Linked DNA regions of Mus musculus: region 2 is linked to region 1. A link is a contact called in public Hi-C data. All regions are on one chromosome and are shown on one strand. The core of a region is the stretch at or near the end of the contact, and the rest is flanking DNA. Distances in the headings are between cores, read along the strand shown.

Region 1 (7,740 bases), core at 1,675-4,174:
AAACACCTGCTCTTGTTTACTAAGTGTGTCCTTTATCATCCTCTCCCTAAATAGTCATCATCCACTTGTCTTTTTAACAGACACTAATTTTATTTTATGTGAGGAATGTTTGTGTGCTTGTGTGCATGTATGTGCACCGTCTGTGTGTCTGGTGCTTGAGGAGTCCAGAAGAGGGCTTAACAACCCTGGTAGCACAAACAGATGTCTGTGAGCTGTAATGTACCAAGTCTGCAATCGTTTAGCTGCTGAGCCATCTGGCTAGTCCCTTGCTTGGCTTTAAAGTCACCTCTGGTACTGAGCATTTTCTGAAATTCCCAGAGAGAACCAGGATTTCTCCATATGCTTTGACCCTGGCATCTGAAACACCATATTGTGTTTTGTTTATGTTGAAATAAAGGGTACAATTCTTTACAAGATTGGTAATAATTTTTCCAGAGCATAGAGTCTGACAGAGAATATAGACGTACATTTGTGCAGGTTGAATAAGTAAATGAATTAACTACAGTGGAAAGATAATTGTTTAGAAGTTCAGTTACCTGTGGTTAGTTCTCATTAAAACTCTCACTTATTAATTTAACTCTAGTGAGTCACTAGTTTGCCTCTGGTAGTACAGGTGGCCTTGGGACTCACTGCAGATGATGTGTCAAAAGTTCCAGCAACTAATGACAAAATGGGCAGGCAGGGTGTACAGTGGCTGTCTCCAGCCCTGTCAAAGCTTTCTTGTTGTCAGAATTAAATGTAGGACACTAGTCATGCTGTGTTGATATCGAAAGCTTTGTATGTTTGTGAGAGGCTGAGAGTGCTCATGCCGTGGCAGTTGTACAGACCCCCTTCCCCACAAATCTGGAAGTGTGGAAGAGAAACCAGCTTAGAGAGAAGTCAGGGAGTGGTGCCCCGCCAGGGCAAGACCTGACCTTAGCTTCTGGTGACTGGTGCAGGTCCAAGAAACTTTGATTCCTTTATACCTGGGAAGGTGAGACGTTTTCTTTTGTATACACCCCCCCACACCCAACCTCCACATCCCTCACCCACACCCCTCCTACAGGAGTCCTGCCAGTGAGGGTTATGCCTGGGGTTGATAGATAACAAGAAACCCTGGCGGTTCGTGGGTTTCTGAATCTGTGCTAGGGTTACTTAGGACAGACCTTTGGTTTGACAAGAATTTCAGACTCAGTTTACTTTAACTCTGCTCCTTGTATTCCCCTCTTCTCCTCTCCAGTTTCCCTCCCTCTCCCCTTCCCTGGTTATTCTTGACTATATCTGAAATGAACTGAAACTCAAGTGGTTGGGTATATCTGTGAAAAACTTTTTCTCAATTAAATCATTTGAAATGGGAAGACTCCCTTTTAATCTGGATCTTTTGGGGTGGGAAGACTGTCTCAGGGTTCATTGCTGTAAAGGAACACCATGACCAAGGCAACTCTTATATAAGACAAACATTTCATTAACATTTCATTGTGGCTGACTTACTTCCTCTAACAAGGCCATAACTCCTAACAATGCCACTTCTCATGTGCCAAGTGTATCCAAACCACCACAAAGACCTAACTCTAACTTTCTACTGGTAGCCAATATAGAGGCGATGGAAGAAGGAAGCTTGCTTTCTTTGCCTGCTTGCTCTCTCTTGCTATTAAATTCATTCCTTCACTGGCATTAGAGCCTACTTTTTTGGGGATTCTGGCATATACTGAAGACCAGCTGAGACATTCAGCTCTCTTGGACTGAGCAACTGCTGAATTCTTGGATTTTCCATTGGTGACAGCCATTGCTGTATATGCTGAACCACAGCCTATAAGACACTCTAACAAATCATATGTATGCATGTATGTATGTATGTATGTATGTATGTACGTATGTATGCATGTATGTATGTATGCATGTATGTATGTAGGTATGTATGTATGTATGTATGTATGTATGTATGTATGTATCTTACTGACACAATCCCTTCCCTCTCCTCCTCTCCCCTCCCTTCCCTTCCCCTTCTGTTCCATTACTCTTTTTCTTTCTCCCCTTTTCCTTCCAGTAAACCTAGCTGCTGGGAGTCTGGAGACAGGGAGACCTCCAGGGTTTCTTAACAGTAACTGGCAAGCTCAGTGAGAGAGGTAGAGTGTGATTGAGGAAGACACCCAACCTCGAACCTCTCGCCTCCATGAGCATATGTGCACACATATCCTTACCTACCAGTACACATAGGTATACACACAAACATGTACGCTCTCACACACAAAAGTGAAATAAAAGGTAGGGCTCGGAAGGAGTGCACATCTGTAGCAGAACATGCACAGAACACAAACCAGGCTGGGCCTGCAACCCAAGAGCCCCAGGCAATCAGTAAATAAAACCTACTTAGTTTGAAAAGCAATAGTACATTGTAGACATTGGTGGAGCTGCAGACTCACAGGCCTGTGACTCACATATCACCTCTGATGTTCAATCAATGCCCTAACACTGTCTCATCCACAGATTAATGCCTGGACCCTGGGTCTTTGGAATTATTCACTGTGAGTCTTCAGGGCTCCTCACTGACCAAGCACAGCTCTGAATATAGTCATTTTGTGCTGTTGTCCTTCACTGTGTCCTCCTATGGTTTATTTCCTTTAAGGTCTGCTTACTTTTGCTATTTTCTTATGCTCAGTGATCTTTCCTTGCAAGCCTGTGGAAATGATGAGTCATGACCAGCCTGGAAGGTGAGAGCGAACATTCTTAGTTTTATTCTGGTCTGTCTGTTCCAATACTGAGCTAGGGGAAGCGCTGTCTCACCTTCACCCTGTCCTGCCAAGGTGCCTGACTTTCTTATTAAAACCAGAAGGTGAGTTATGGGTACAAGGCCAGTGTGGAAAAGATTAAGCTCGTTCTCTGTCGAAACATCCTATTAATCAGCAGAGACAAGCTGCCAGCATGACAAGGCTCTACCCATAATCCCTTAGGGTCTGCTATTACTTCAACCTCAGGAATCATAAATACCTCCAGATTGTAGGCACTCTCAGGGTGTTTTAATCTCCTTGAAATTTGCCCTGGTTCCTGACAGATGCCATCCATGACTGACTCAGAATTCCCACAGGAGACAGCTGCAGAGCCTGCCTTCAGGTAGAGCCCCAGCTGGGGGAAAAGGTCCTTAATCATCATTGTAATTTATCTGGGAGTTGGTGGCTCATGCTTATCACCCCTGAGTGGAGATGCTGAAGCAGGATAGTGAGTTCTAGGCCAGCTTGGATTACATAGTGTGTTTTAGGCCAGTTTGGGCTACATAGTGAGTTCTAAGCCAGTTTGGGCTACATAGTAAGTTCCAGGCCAGCTTGGGATACAATGTGAGAAGGGATCTCAAAACAAAATCATCCCTCCATCCCCCAAAGTCTTGTAATTTCACTGAATCATTTTACTGCATGAGGAAAATATTATACATTTATTGTTTAAAGAGCTATACTCTCTACATTTTGGAAGCCTAGGAGAAAGCCTTGTTATCCCAACATTACCCATGTGCTCCAATGCTAGTCTCTTGTGTGCGGCCCAAGTCCTCATAAGTAATGAGAGATGTATACTCCAACCTCCCTGTGGATACGGTCAGTCTTTTTAGACTGGTTTCAGTGAAGGACATTCATCTTTCCCAAGATCACACTCCCATCTTGTGGGGCATTGGGCTATGCACAGACAGGCTGGTCTCCAGTTAAGCTGAGATCTGAACCCCAGAAGGGTGATAATTCACCTACATGACACAGTAGGTGTTCCCTCATGCTCCTGGAACTGCCTCCTGTCTCACTTACCACCCCCCCAGCCCCCACAAGAGAAGCATGGCTAGAAGTCATGTAGGCAATGTCCTAAGCTTCTGACCTTCAGGCTAAACTCCTCCCCAGTTACCTAGCAGCAGTAAAGACCATAAAAGGGGCTGTTAGGCCCCTCCTCATCTCTCTCTTACTCCTCTCTCTTATTCCTCACTCTCACCCTCTCACTCCTTTCTTTGTCTTCTCTCCTCGCTCACTTCTCTCATTCCTTTGTTCTCTTACCTCTCACTTCTCTCACTCCTCTCTCTGTCTTCTCCTCTCCTCTCCTCTCCTCTCCTCTCCTCTCCTCTCCTCTCCTCTCCTCTCCTCTCCTCTCCTCTCCTCTCCTCTCCTCTCCTCTCTTCTCCTCTCCTCTCCCTCTCTCCCTTTTACTCTCTCTTTCTCTCTAGCCTTTGCCCTCTCTCTTTTCTACCTTCTCTCTTTCTCCCTGCCTTTCTATAATAAAGCTCTAAAACCATAGACAGTCTCTGCTCATCAAGATCCACTGTGCTCACTCTCACTGGTGTAGGAACCTTTATTCCCTCTTCCCTCTCTCCCATAACCCTGGGGCTACAGGGTGTGGCCCCAGGGCTCCCAGGTTGGGCTGCCCCTTGTCCAACCCCCAAAGAGTGGGTCAGAGGCTTAGATGCCCACCCGGGGCTGAGTGGAAAGCGTGTGGCAGCCCTCCCACGTTCATCTGACCAGAGCATAAGTGAAACTCTGGTGGGACGTGGGTCTTTCCTCCCTCTCTTCCCCATGGCCCCCTTATTAGTTCCCACACCATCTCAGAGTGGTTCTCTAGAGCTCTGCCATGACAGTGGTAGGTGTCTGCTGGGACACGGAGGACAGTAGAGCATCCTGATTTCTCTAGTCTCAGTCTGATTCCTTCTCACTATGTAGTATAACAAATATCCTTCTCATAGTGACAAGGACCCAGAAGACTTAACCCACATCAGCCTCAGCACCAAGCTGTACACTCCATACATAAGGAAGCACCATTGAATGGAGACAAGCAAATCCTTGACCTCATGATATTTCTCAAGAAAAAGGTACCCACTGTATTTATTAGTAAGCTTTCATTGCTATGACAAAATACTTGGGCAAATCAGCTTTACAGAAGGAAAGATTTATCCATAGTCCAAGATTTCCATCCATAGTCAATGGGCTTTGTTTTTTTTTTTTAATTTTTTTATTTTTACTTTTATTTTTTTAGCCCTGACACAGAGCACTATGGGGCAAAGATACAGAAGTATAAAGTTGTGTACATGATGGCATCCTGATGCAGAGAAGGGGAGGAGAGATAAAGGAAAATATGTTCTTCAAGGGCACATGTACAAGTGCCAACTTTCTTTAATTAGGCCCCACATCCTAAAGTTTCCACCACCTCCCAGTAGCCCTGTAAGTGATGAATCCAGGGTCAGAGCCCTAAGACCCTAATTTTTTCCAAGCTCTGCCTGTGAAGATGGTTACACTTGAGATCAAGCCTTCAACATAAAAAGCTTTTGGGGGCGATTTAAGAACCAAATCATGGGCCTGGAGAAAGGGCTCAATAGTGAAGAACATGTTCTGTTCCTGAAGAGGACCTGAGTTCTGTTCCTAGAACTTAAATCATCCTGTAATTCCAGCTTGAAGGTACTCAACACCTTTTCTGGCCTCCATAGGCATTCATTTGTTAGGGTTAGGGTGGCTAACCACAGCACTGCATTCATTTTCTCTGGCTATCTTAGTTACTGTTCTTTGGCTGTGAAGAGACAGCATGACCAAGACAACTTTTATAAAAGAAAGCATTAAAGTGAGAGCTTGTTTACAGTTTAGAGCAGTGGTTCTCCACTTTCCTTTAATACAGTTCCTCATGTGGTGATGACTCCCAATCATACGATTATTTTCATTGCTACTTCATAACTGTAATTTTCTACTGTTATGAATTGTAATATAGCAATCTGTGTTTTCTGGTAGTCTTAGGCAACCCTATGTGAAAGGGTTGTGACCTACAGATTGAGAATTGCTTGTTTATAGGATAAGTCCATGATCATCGTGGTGGCAAGCAGGCATGGTGCTGTAGTCAGAGCTGAGAACTTTACATCCTGATTTGTACTAGCAGGCAGAGGTAGAGGGGGATGACAGAGACCTGGCATGGTGTGGGTTTTGAAACCTCAAAGCTCATCCTCGGTGACACGTGTGCTCCCTCAAAGTCATACCTACTCCAAAATGTCACACCTTCTAATCCTTTCCAAGCAGTTCCACTAACTGGGTACCAAGCATTCAAAAGTGTGAGCCTATGGGGGCCAGTCTCATTCACATCACCACACTGGCCACACTGATGGACTTGGGGTATGGGAATGTAAGCCAAGGAGGCCTGATAGGACTCCTACCCAAGATTATGCTTTGAGCTGTGAGGAAGACAAACCATGAACATTCTCACTCTGTTATAGAAAGTGAGCTTGCAGCTGCTGAGCCAATGAAGAAAAGTCCGCCTGAGACTGAAGTGCTATGCTAAGGAGAAGGGAGACACCTAGTGCCACGGGTATGGTTTCAACCCCTGAAGCTAGCTAGGCTGGTAGTTTCTCACATGTATGAAATTGTTATCATTTCTTTAAGCCAATATTGAGTTTGCTAACACTTGTTTTAAAATGAACATTTATTTATTTATTTATTTATTTATTTATTTATTTATTTGATGTATTCAAGTGGTCTGTCTTCAGGCTCACCATAAGAGGGTATCCATTACAGATGGTTGTGAACTACCATGTTTTTGCTGGGAATTGAACTCAGGACCTCTTGAAGAGCAGCCAGTGCTCTTAACCATTAAGCCATCTCTCCAGACTCATGAAATTTTATTTTTGACCCAGACTCTTGTCATATATCTCAAGCTTGTCTAGAATACCTAGTCTTCCTATCTCAGACTCTTGAGTGCTGGGATTGTAAGTATGTGCTGACCCCCTCAGGTTAATCAACAGATGTTTATTAACCATTTATTGAGTAGTAACTATATACTGAGCATTGCTCCAAGTGCTCTGGGTACATTCATTTATTTAATCTTGTGAAAGAGGAGTCATAGTAACTTTTACTTTTCAATCATATCATAAAATCTTTGTTTCTTTTAAAGGATTTATTTATTTTATGTATCTGGATGCTTTGACTACATAACCATTTGCACAAATAAGAGGGCATCCAGGTCTGTTATATTGTGAGTTGCCATGTGTGTGCTGGGAATTAAACTCAGGACCCTCAGTAAAATACCAAGTACTCTTAATCATTGAGCCATCTCTCCTCCCCATCAGTCACAGAATATTAAAGCAGTGTAACTTTCCTGGGGGTGTGGGAGTTTTTAATACTAATTCTGAAATTAAAATACAAGCCACTGTACTTTAGGAACAAACAACAATAAACCTATAAAATCTTTTTTTTTTTAACTTGGTAAAATTCAAAACGCTCAGTTTTGTTTCTTAAGCTGTTAGAGCCTGGGAGAGTCAGCAAAAGGACATTTACTACCATCCTAGCCCAAGGGAGGTAAAGGCAGGAGGATCAGAGACGTTCAAAGTCAGCCATGGGCCCCTGAGACTGTCTCAAACAAACATGTCAAAACAGGGAAGAGTAAAAGAAAACAGAAAGCAAAGACTTTGTGCACAGGTAATAAAACAAAACAACCAGAAAATACAAATCCCAATTCGTAGGTGTAGTGGCTATTCCTGGTTGTCAACTTGACAATATTTGGAATGAACTACAATCCGGAATTGGAAGGCTCACCAGTGACCCTTATCTGGAGGCTTGGAGATCCTTATCTGGATCTTGGTTTGAAGATCTTGAGCCATAGTGGCTATGGATTCCAGAAGATTGAATCTCCGAGTTAAGGAACACACCTTTAATCTGGGCTATGCCTTTCATCTGGGATTAAAGGTGTGGTGGAACACACCTTTAATCTGGGCTACACCTTTTGCTGGAGACAATATAAGGACATTGGAAGAAGGGAGTCTAGCTC
Region 2 (7,740 bases), core at 2,584-5,083, 600 kb before region 1:
AGAATTCCACTTACAAAAGCACCAATAAAAACAAAATGCTTAGAAATAAATTTACCAACTAACTATACAACTTCTACTCAGAAAATCATGGTTAAAGATCGTTAGCTAAAGATAAATAAATAGAGAGGTTTTGTTCACAAACTGGAAGACTTAAAACTGTCATTGGTATGGAAAGTCTTCCCCAAACGAACTACAACTTTTTTGTAATCCTTAGTCCCAGTGAGCTCATTTCAATTTTTGCATAAATTGATAAGATGATTCAAAGGTTTGTCTGGGAAGTCAAAGGGACCTAGAATAGTCAAAACAACCTTAGGATTGGGAACCAAGTTGGGGGACTCACATGTCCCAATTTCCAAACTTATTACAAAGCTACCCTAATCAAAATGCTATGGCATTAGTACAAGATAGACATAACAGTGTCAACTTGATTGGGAGCTCTAAAAAAAGCCCGATAACTGATTTTTTACATAATGTACATAATTTAAATAATTAAAGGATGAAAAGATTGTCATTTCTCAAGTGGCATTGAACTAGATAACTATATGAAAATGGATCATTTTAACCAATAGGTCAGAGAAGGTCCCCATGATGGAATCCATGACTTTGTAAGGCAAAGAGGAAAGCACAGTGGGCACACTCTGTGACTCTTCTCATGTGTGACTCTTGTCATGTGATAGCCCGCATCGTTGATGACAGAAAGCAGGCCAGCACTGTTGCTATATTAGTTTAAATGTCCTAGCCCCCAGGGCTAAGGGAAATACATCTCTCTTCTCTATGGAGTTACCCAGTTTGTGCCATTTTGTCATAGTAACAGAAGCCAGCCCAAAGCAGGAGGCCTGAGTCAGTTTCTCATCCTCCCAGAATTGTGCTTAACTCTAGAATTCCAGCTTTCTGTTCCCTTCCCTCTGGAGTTCTATTTTCCTTATTGGGTAAGTTCTAAAGTGGTAATAACCACATGTCAAACTATATTGTTACGTGCCTTTTAAAGTTTATCCTGCTTTTTGTAACACGTTATAATTTGCCTGAAGACCAGCCCCATTTCTGATGTATCTGTGTACTCTAGCCAGGAATAATTTCCTCATACACACTGGAAACATTGGTTCTGCTGCTGGGATTGCATCCACGTGAAAGGTTTCTCCAAACACACAGCCCTTGAAGTTTAGTCATGACAACCTCATCAGGAGAGCCTTCAATCCTTTAGACTCACCTCCAATGTCCAAGCATTACCTTTTCAAGGAGCTTGGCATGCCATTTGAGCTAATCACCTTGACTATGCCTAGGGGATGCTTCCACAGGGGCTAGCTACCCTGATATTCCCATGCTGGCTTATCTTTGCCCACTGACTACAAACTGCTGAAGGATGGTTACTCCATTTTGCTCCCCTTAGAGCTGCTTTGCACCTAGCCAGTAGCTGCGTGTAAGTGTGTCTGCGGCATAAACAGATCATAAATAGACGCAAAGGCCCAGGGAGACTCCTGACTTCTCACTGAATGCTGCTTTTCTGCCCCTGATCCCAGATATCAGGCTTTCAATAGTTCCCCAACATTGACAAGAAAGCCTGTTGACTCTCACCCCATCACACCAAGGCCCCTCCCCTAACTCCACAACAAAACAACCGTGAGGTTCATGTGAAGACAGCCTGCACTGAAGTGAAGCCAAGGAGAAACCGTTGTTTATCAAACTTAAAAGACAAACATTAGCATGCCTCCATTTAAACAGAGTTCTGAGGCTTGTAAAGTTCAAGTTTCATTTCTGCTTGGCCAAGTGGAATTTCCTGGTTTAATGTAAGAAAAGTTGAAGGGCCTCTATGAGAAGACGCTGAGGACTTTGGGAGACTCCCATTTTGCTTCAGTGATTATTGTCATATCCATTTTCCTTAAAAGGCATTAGTTTTATTTTTTTTAAATCTTGATATTGATTTAATGCCAGGTATGATGTTCTGAATACTGCTCAACACAGCGCACAACCAGGTAGAGCTGGTTCCCAGGTCTGAGGGTGACTATTTCTGTGATGGGGCAAGGAAGGTTCTGAGAAGCAGACTGGGGGTGGAACATGAGTGGGCTCTGTTGTCTACCTAACTCTGATTCATGTAACATTAGGACAGTTACTGACACCTTCTGTGCCTCTATGTCCCCGTCTGGAAAATGGGTTAATCGCCTCACCTCGCAGGGGTGTTGCAAGGTTTAATGAGGTAATGATGTTTGAGCTCTTTGAGCTTCAGATGAAAGTGATAGCCCAGAACAAAGCTTGCTGGTGATTATGCATAATTAAAGCTCTGTAGGAAGGTTGGTTTGAGTTACCCCCAAAGCCATCACAAGAGAACCCAGGCTTAGAATAGACCCAATGTGCAAGCCCCTGGGAGTTTTCACCCCATTGTGTGATTCTACTAAACTAACTGTCATGTTTCATGTCCCATGAGCAGAGCCCCCCAAGACAGTGTGGGGCAACTTATATTACCACTGTCACCCTGAGCCGATGCCTACTGCCCTGACCCTTGAGATATGTTAATCAAATGGCAATGGATGCTCACGCACGCACCCAGTGAATTCCTTTACGTTTCTGTACAATTTTAAAGGCATCAAGCAGAACCACTTCCATCGGTCTGGTCCCCCATGTGATTGTGAAACCCTACATTTCATTTAGAAAAGGAAAACCTCTTAAACTACAGAGTGTAAAAGAAAATATCGGTTGTGCAAATTAGCATCAGAAGGACATAAATGACCCCAGGTTAGTCTCCACCCAACGCAGTTTAATCAAAAACAGAAGAGGGGATTGAATTCAGTGACGCAGATGAGGGCTTCCCAAACAAGATGGACAGAACACCAAAACCAAACAAAAACAAAACAAAACAAAACAAAAACAAACAAACAAACAAAAAACCCAAAAGAGATACACGGCCCTGCCTGCGCCACACTCGGCCAGACAGAGAGCTCTTTCTTCCCTGGCAGAAAGCAGCCTGTGTTCGTGCCACTCTACAGACATGCACAAGACACAGGTCCCGGAGTTTCTCCATAGTGTAACAGCCGCAGCCTGTGTCACCAGGCTAGCGCCAGAGAGGGAAAGTCTTGGGTTGTGGTGCGCCTAACATGCCCACCTCCCTCGGTGTGCTTCTACCTGATGACCCAATACATAGCTTTTTTTCGGTAGCTTAGGAGCACTTCGTCTGTGTAAATGGAGGAGCCTCTGTGAGGAGGCAAAGGAAGCAGCAACCTGGATGGCCAATCTGAGAACCACAGTCAACCTCAGAGACGAGCAGCACTGTGCTTTGAAGGCGCGCAGGGGCTGGGAGTCGGGGATTAGCTTTAAGCCAATAGAAAGGCCTTCTCTTTTTGTTGTTTGCATTGGGACAGGCTTTCCTTGTGTGACTAGGATGGCTTGAAACTGGAATTTCTCCCAAGACAAGCCCACTTCTAACAGCACTAGCCGGCGAGGAAATGGACTGTTCACCAGCTTCCCAGGCGTCTGTGTGGGGTTTGAACTGTCGGCCTTTTACAGGGAGAAACACTGCGGACTCATATTCTGCTGTGAGGAGGAGATAATACCAAAGACTCATGTAGACCTTCACATCATCGCTTCAGAAGCTGCATGTGAGGCAACTCCTCTCCGGGCTCCTCTTCCAAGTGTCTATCTCTCCTTGGACACTCATCTTGGGAGAATTTAAACGATCGTTATAAAGAATAATTTCCCTAGAGGATACAAAAACTTCCACTTTGTATTCCGATCTGAGTCACGGGGAGAACAGTCCAAAGGAAAACACAGCAGAGACTGGGCTCCTGAAGTCCGGAGAATACCAACTGCAGGCGTGGTGCTATACCGACTCTGTCCTCTAGGTGGCAGCATTTAGTTATAGCTGCGCGTCCACGTCTCCTTTCAATGGCGCCTGGAGGACGACTGGGTTGAGTGAGTTTGACTTGGTCCGCTTCAATTTTCAAACTATGGAGCATAATCAATGAAGATTTTAATATCATTAAATGAATGCCTCTGCTGGGGAAAAATAGTTGGAATTCAGCTCTGCCTGACAAAGAGGAAGCAGCCTATTGATCACACTCAAGGTCATAGCTGGCTCAGAATTGCCAGCCTATCACGTTCCCTTACCTCCTCGGATATGCAATCTTTTTCCCCTTCTGCCTTGAAAGCTACGTTAAAGCAACATAGGCTGGTTATGACTGTTCTGTTTTTCATTTCCAGGTAGTTTTTAAAGATTTAAAGATGGACAAGGCCGCTAACTGTATCCAGTAAAAAATTTTAAAAAGTTATGTACTGTGTTTACAGCTAAAAATCAGGGCACGATGCTAATACTGCATATTATTATAGACTAGGAAAAAGACTTACAAAAAAAATCCTCATAGGCCAAGTATGCCTATAGAGGCCAAGCAATCAGGTCTCTGTGCAGGGGAGCCACTATAATTTATTGATAGGAAGCCTCGTTGTAGATGAACATCCAATTGCCACTTGATTCTGTCCTTAAGAAAGCAGTCTATGAAGTTGTGAAAGATCCTCTAGGGCAGACATTCCCAACCAGTAGATCAGGGTCAACCAGCCAGGCACCTAGCTTACCTGGAGCACAGTCAAGTCAGGGCTGCCCACACCCTCTCTGGATCAGCAGGTTTCTAGCCTGTGCTTCCAGTTAGGAAGAGAAAGTGCAGTCTCTGGACTGGCCTCTCACCAGGGCCATCCACACTGTGCTGGCCCAGGGCTGAGACCTGATGATGTCCCTTTGGGAATTGTTCTACTTCTCTGATGAGGGTGCTGGTCACTGCCCTGGGGTCAGAAACCCGCACTCATTGGGGAGTTTCCAAATCTTATTGTTTGTTTGGCTTCCTGAAACCTTCCTTCTGTGTCTAAAAACCAAAATCTGTTTTGCATAGGTACTAGTACTGTTGTTGTTGTTGTTGTTGTTGTTGTTGTTGTTGTTGTTGTTTTCTTTAATTAAGAAAAGGAAAGAGTAAGCTTTAAAAACTCCATAGCTCACCTGAAAAATAACAAGAGTAGTCAAGAGCACATGAAGGAGTTCTGAAAGGGACCAACGTCAGAGCTTGTCAGTAAATACAAACAAGGCCAGCAGGAGAAACCTTCAACAGGAGCGGAGCGCTCTCAATATACAAGCTAAGGCTTACTCGAATTACCGACAGTAGTTAAGAACAGCAATGGGGCTTGCATAGTTGGGCTTCCCCACTTCAGTGCAGCTTCAGGAGACTCTCCTATTTGTTTGCTCAGCTGCCATGACAAAGTACTACAGCTGGTAGCTTACATAAGAGACATTTCTGAACTCACAATTCTGGATGCCTGAATCAAGATCCAGCTGTCGCAAGAGCTGGTTTTGTTTTGTATGTTGTTTTTGATTTTTGTAAGAGCTCACTCCTTGGCTCGCAGACAGATCTCTCTGTCTCCTTGCATTTTTTTAGTCTTCCTGCTGTGCGTGTCTGTGTCCTAATCTTTTCCTGTAAGGACAGGTGTCCATGTACAATTCTCCCATATGGCTTCATTTTGGCATCAAGGATCATGTCTTCCAATACAGCCGGTCTGATGTGAAAGCATCAGCACATAATGCTGATGAGGGATGTAACTCAGCATGCATATTACACAACCTCTTTACACAATGCTGTGTGTGTGTGTGTGTGTGTGTGTGTGTGTGTGTGTGTGTGTGTGCACTCGTGCAAGCGTATGTCTGTGCACTCACACACACACAAACATGTGAACAAACATATATGATGTTATATATGTTTGCATCTACACATATGTATGTGAACAAACATAATATACATAAACTTATCAAAAATTATTTTAATGCACATATTCCTGTGTACAACTGAAGGAGACTACACAAAGTCTTTGTCACCCTTACCAACAAGGTAATAGCTACAGGGACATACCTGTAGATCAGAGCCACTCTAGTATGGCAGGGATGGGGCTGGTGAGGGGACAAGAAGAGGGATTTAAACCAGCATGCCCAGCCCTTGCCCTACCTCCCATGCTCAGAATCAACACTTGTGGAGAGAGGCCACAAGAGAGTCCAGTAGAAAGGGTTCATTCACAGGCCTGACTTCATGAACTCAAATCAAACTTGGGTTCAGAAGAAAGCAAGAAGATCCTCAGGATGCAGGTCCTCCTAACAGAGCTAGTGGCACTGCTGAGAAGCATACATGGCCAAACAACCAAACCCCAGGGGTCCCAGCACATTGTCTGGGACAAAGTTTTAAATTCAAACTTCTCTCAGAGCAGACAAAGGCAAGTCTGTCTGTCTCTGCTTCTCTGGGGAAAATGCCTTGGCCATTAACCCAGTCACCCTAGCAGTTGTGACACCTGATGCTGGCCTTGCAGTGAGCTGCGGAAACACGTTACTAAGGTGGCCGAGGGAGCTGGAGCGAGCCAGGACACACAGATGCAGTGGCTTCTTGCTGGGGGAGGGGCGAGGGGGCAGTGAGCCAGGGCAGCCGAGCATGTGTGTTCCAGAAAGAAAAGCAAACACGGATCCACCTGGCGCTTCCCTGTGTCCCCTTCACCGAGCCTTCCCACTTGTGCTTGCTTTTAATTTATGACACGAGGCACTAAAGGGACCGTCTATAGATTTAACATTGACATTTCCTTCATGCTGTAATCCTCTGAATCCCATTTGCTGTAAATCTCAACCAAATGGCAGAAAAATGACACCTCCCCTTCCCCACCAGCGAGTACATTATAATGAACTATCTTTTTTTCAGGATTGGAGAATGACTGAGTGAGACCCACAGGCTTTGGACACCCACACTCCCCTCACTAAAGAGTCTGGACCACAAACTGCCACTCTAGGCACCTCTCGGAAGGGCTTTATGCAAAACAGCTCTAGCCACAAGGTTTTCACACTAAAATAACTCAGGGTATTACAAGGGCGAGGGGATAGAGTGTTATGTGGCTCCAGATGCCAACTTCGATAGAGCAGGCTATTTTCTGACTGCTTTACTTACTTGAATAGAGCTCTACGTAGTCGTTATGCATATAGAAAGGCACACACAAAGGAAGAACATACTGCCCTGCATGCCTACAAGAATTTTGAGATTTTTGGTGAACAAAAGAGTTGGGTTGTCGTAAACCAAGTGTGCCCAGGTCCCGTTCCCATGCTTCAGCAAGGCAGGTATTTCTCCCTCCACACTCAGACTTCTGATCTAACACCTCTCCATCCGTTGTCCTAACCCCTCAGGCTCTGCCTCCCCTGTGTCTCACAGGTTTTCCTGCCCAATGATGCTACCTGCAGCCGTCCCACCTGGGAAGCAGAGTAATAGTCTCCCAAAGATGCCAAGGCCTGGGGCCAAAGTTATATGCAGAAATGAGGCTTTTGATCAGAGGGTTTCAACGTGGGGAGACTATTGCAGATTTTACAGGTAATCACAAAGACCTCAGATGTGGGAGGAAAGATGGACAAGTCAGGTTTAGTGTGCCTGATATAAGAACCCCTTATCCTGTGGTTTCTGGTCTTAAACATGGTGAAGGACCCATAAGGCAGGGCATCGCTTTCACACCTGGAACAGCAAACAGCATACTTTCCCTTAGAATGTCCAGAAAAGACAAAGCTCTCACCAACCCAGGGGCTCCAGGTTGAATTCGAACTCTGGACCTAAAGCAGTGCTGTTTGTGACACTAGGAACACAATAACTCATCGTAACAGCAGAAGGAAACGGGCATCCCCTCCGCCTGCCGAGCTCAGAATCTTTGTAGTCACATAGAGCCGACATTCGTGGTTCCCTCTCTAGACTCCCTCACACA

The links. A called contact is a pair of places that touch in the nucleus more often than the background predicts.
Region 2: a Hi-C map of tail fibroblasts shows a contact between it and region 1, with 8 times the contacts expected there. The contact joins two enhancer-like sites. A contact is called at or near these places in 1 of 39 promoter capture datasets (hippocampal neurons), 2 of 15 datasets of contacts at CTCF or cohesin (hippocampal excitatory neurons and pro-B cells), 18 of 484 Hi-C or Micro-C datasets (the Ba/F3 cell line, CD4 T cells, the G1E-ER4 cell line and 12 more) and 2 of 115 datasets of contacts at active chromatin or transcription factors (acute myeloid leukemia and embryonic stem cells).

Annotation. Positions count from the first base shown.
Region 1 is chr4:8,494,340-8,502,079 of GRCm38.p6, reverse strand. No RefSeq gene overlaps it. Among named protein-coding and RNA genes, the nearest start is that of Rab2a, 37 kb to the left of the region's middle. Within about 2 kb of position 2,924, at least 30 of the 459 cell types and tissues checked have an H3K27ac peak or open chromatin away from gene starts, as enhancers often do. A contact at or near this core is called in tail fibroblasts, where this site is marked.
Region 2 is chr4:9,093,339-9,101,078 of GRCm38.p6, reverse strand. No RefSeq gene overlaps it. Among named protein-coding and RNA genes, the nearest start is that of Gm50597, 24 kb to the left of the region's middle. Within about 2 kb of position 3,833, at least 51 of the 459 cell types and tissues checked have an H3K27ac peak or open chromatin away from gene starts, as enhancers often do. A contact at or near this core is called in tail fibroblasts, where this site is marked.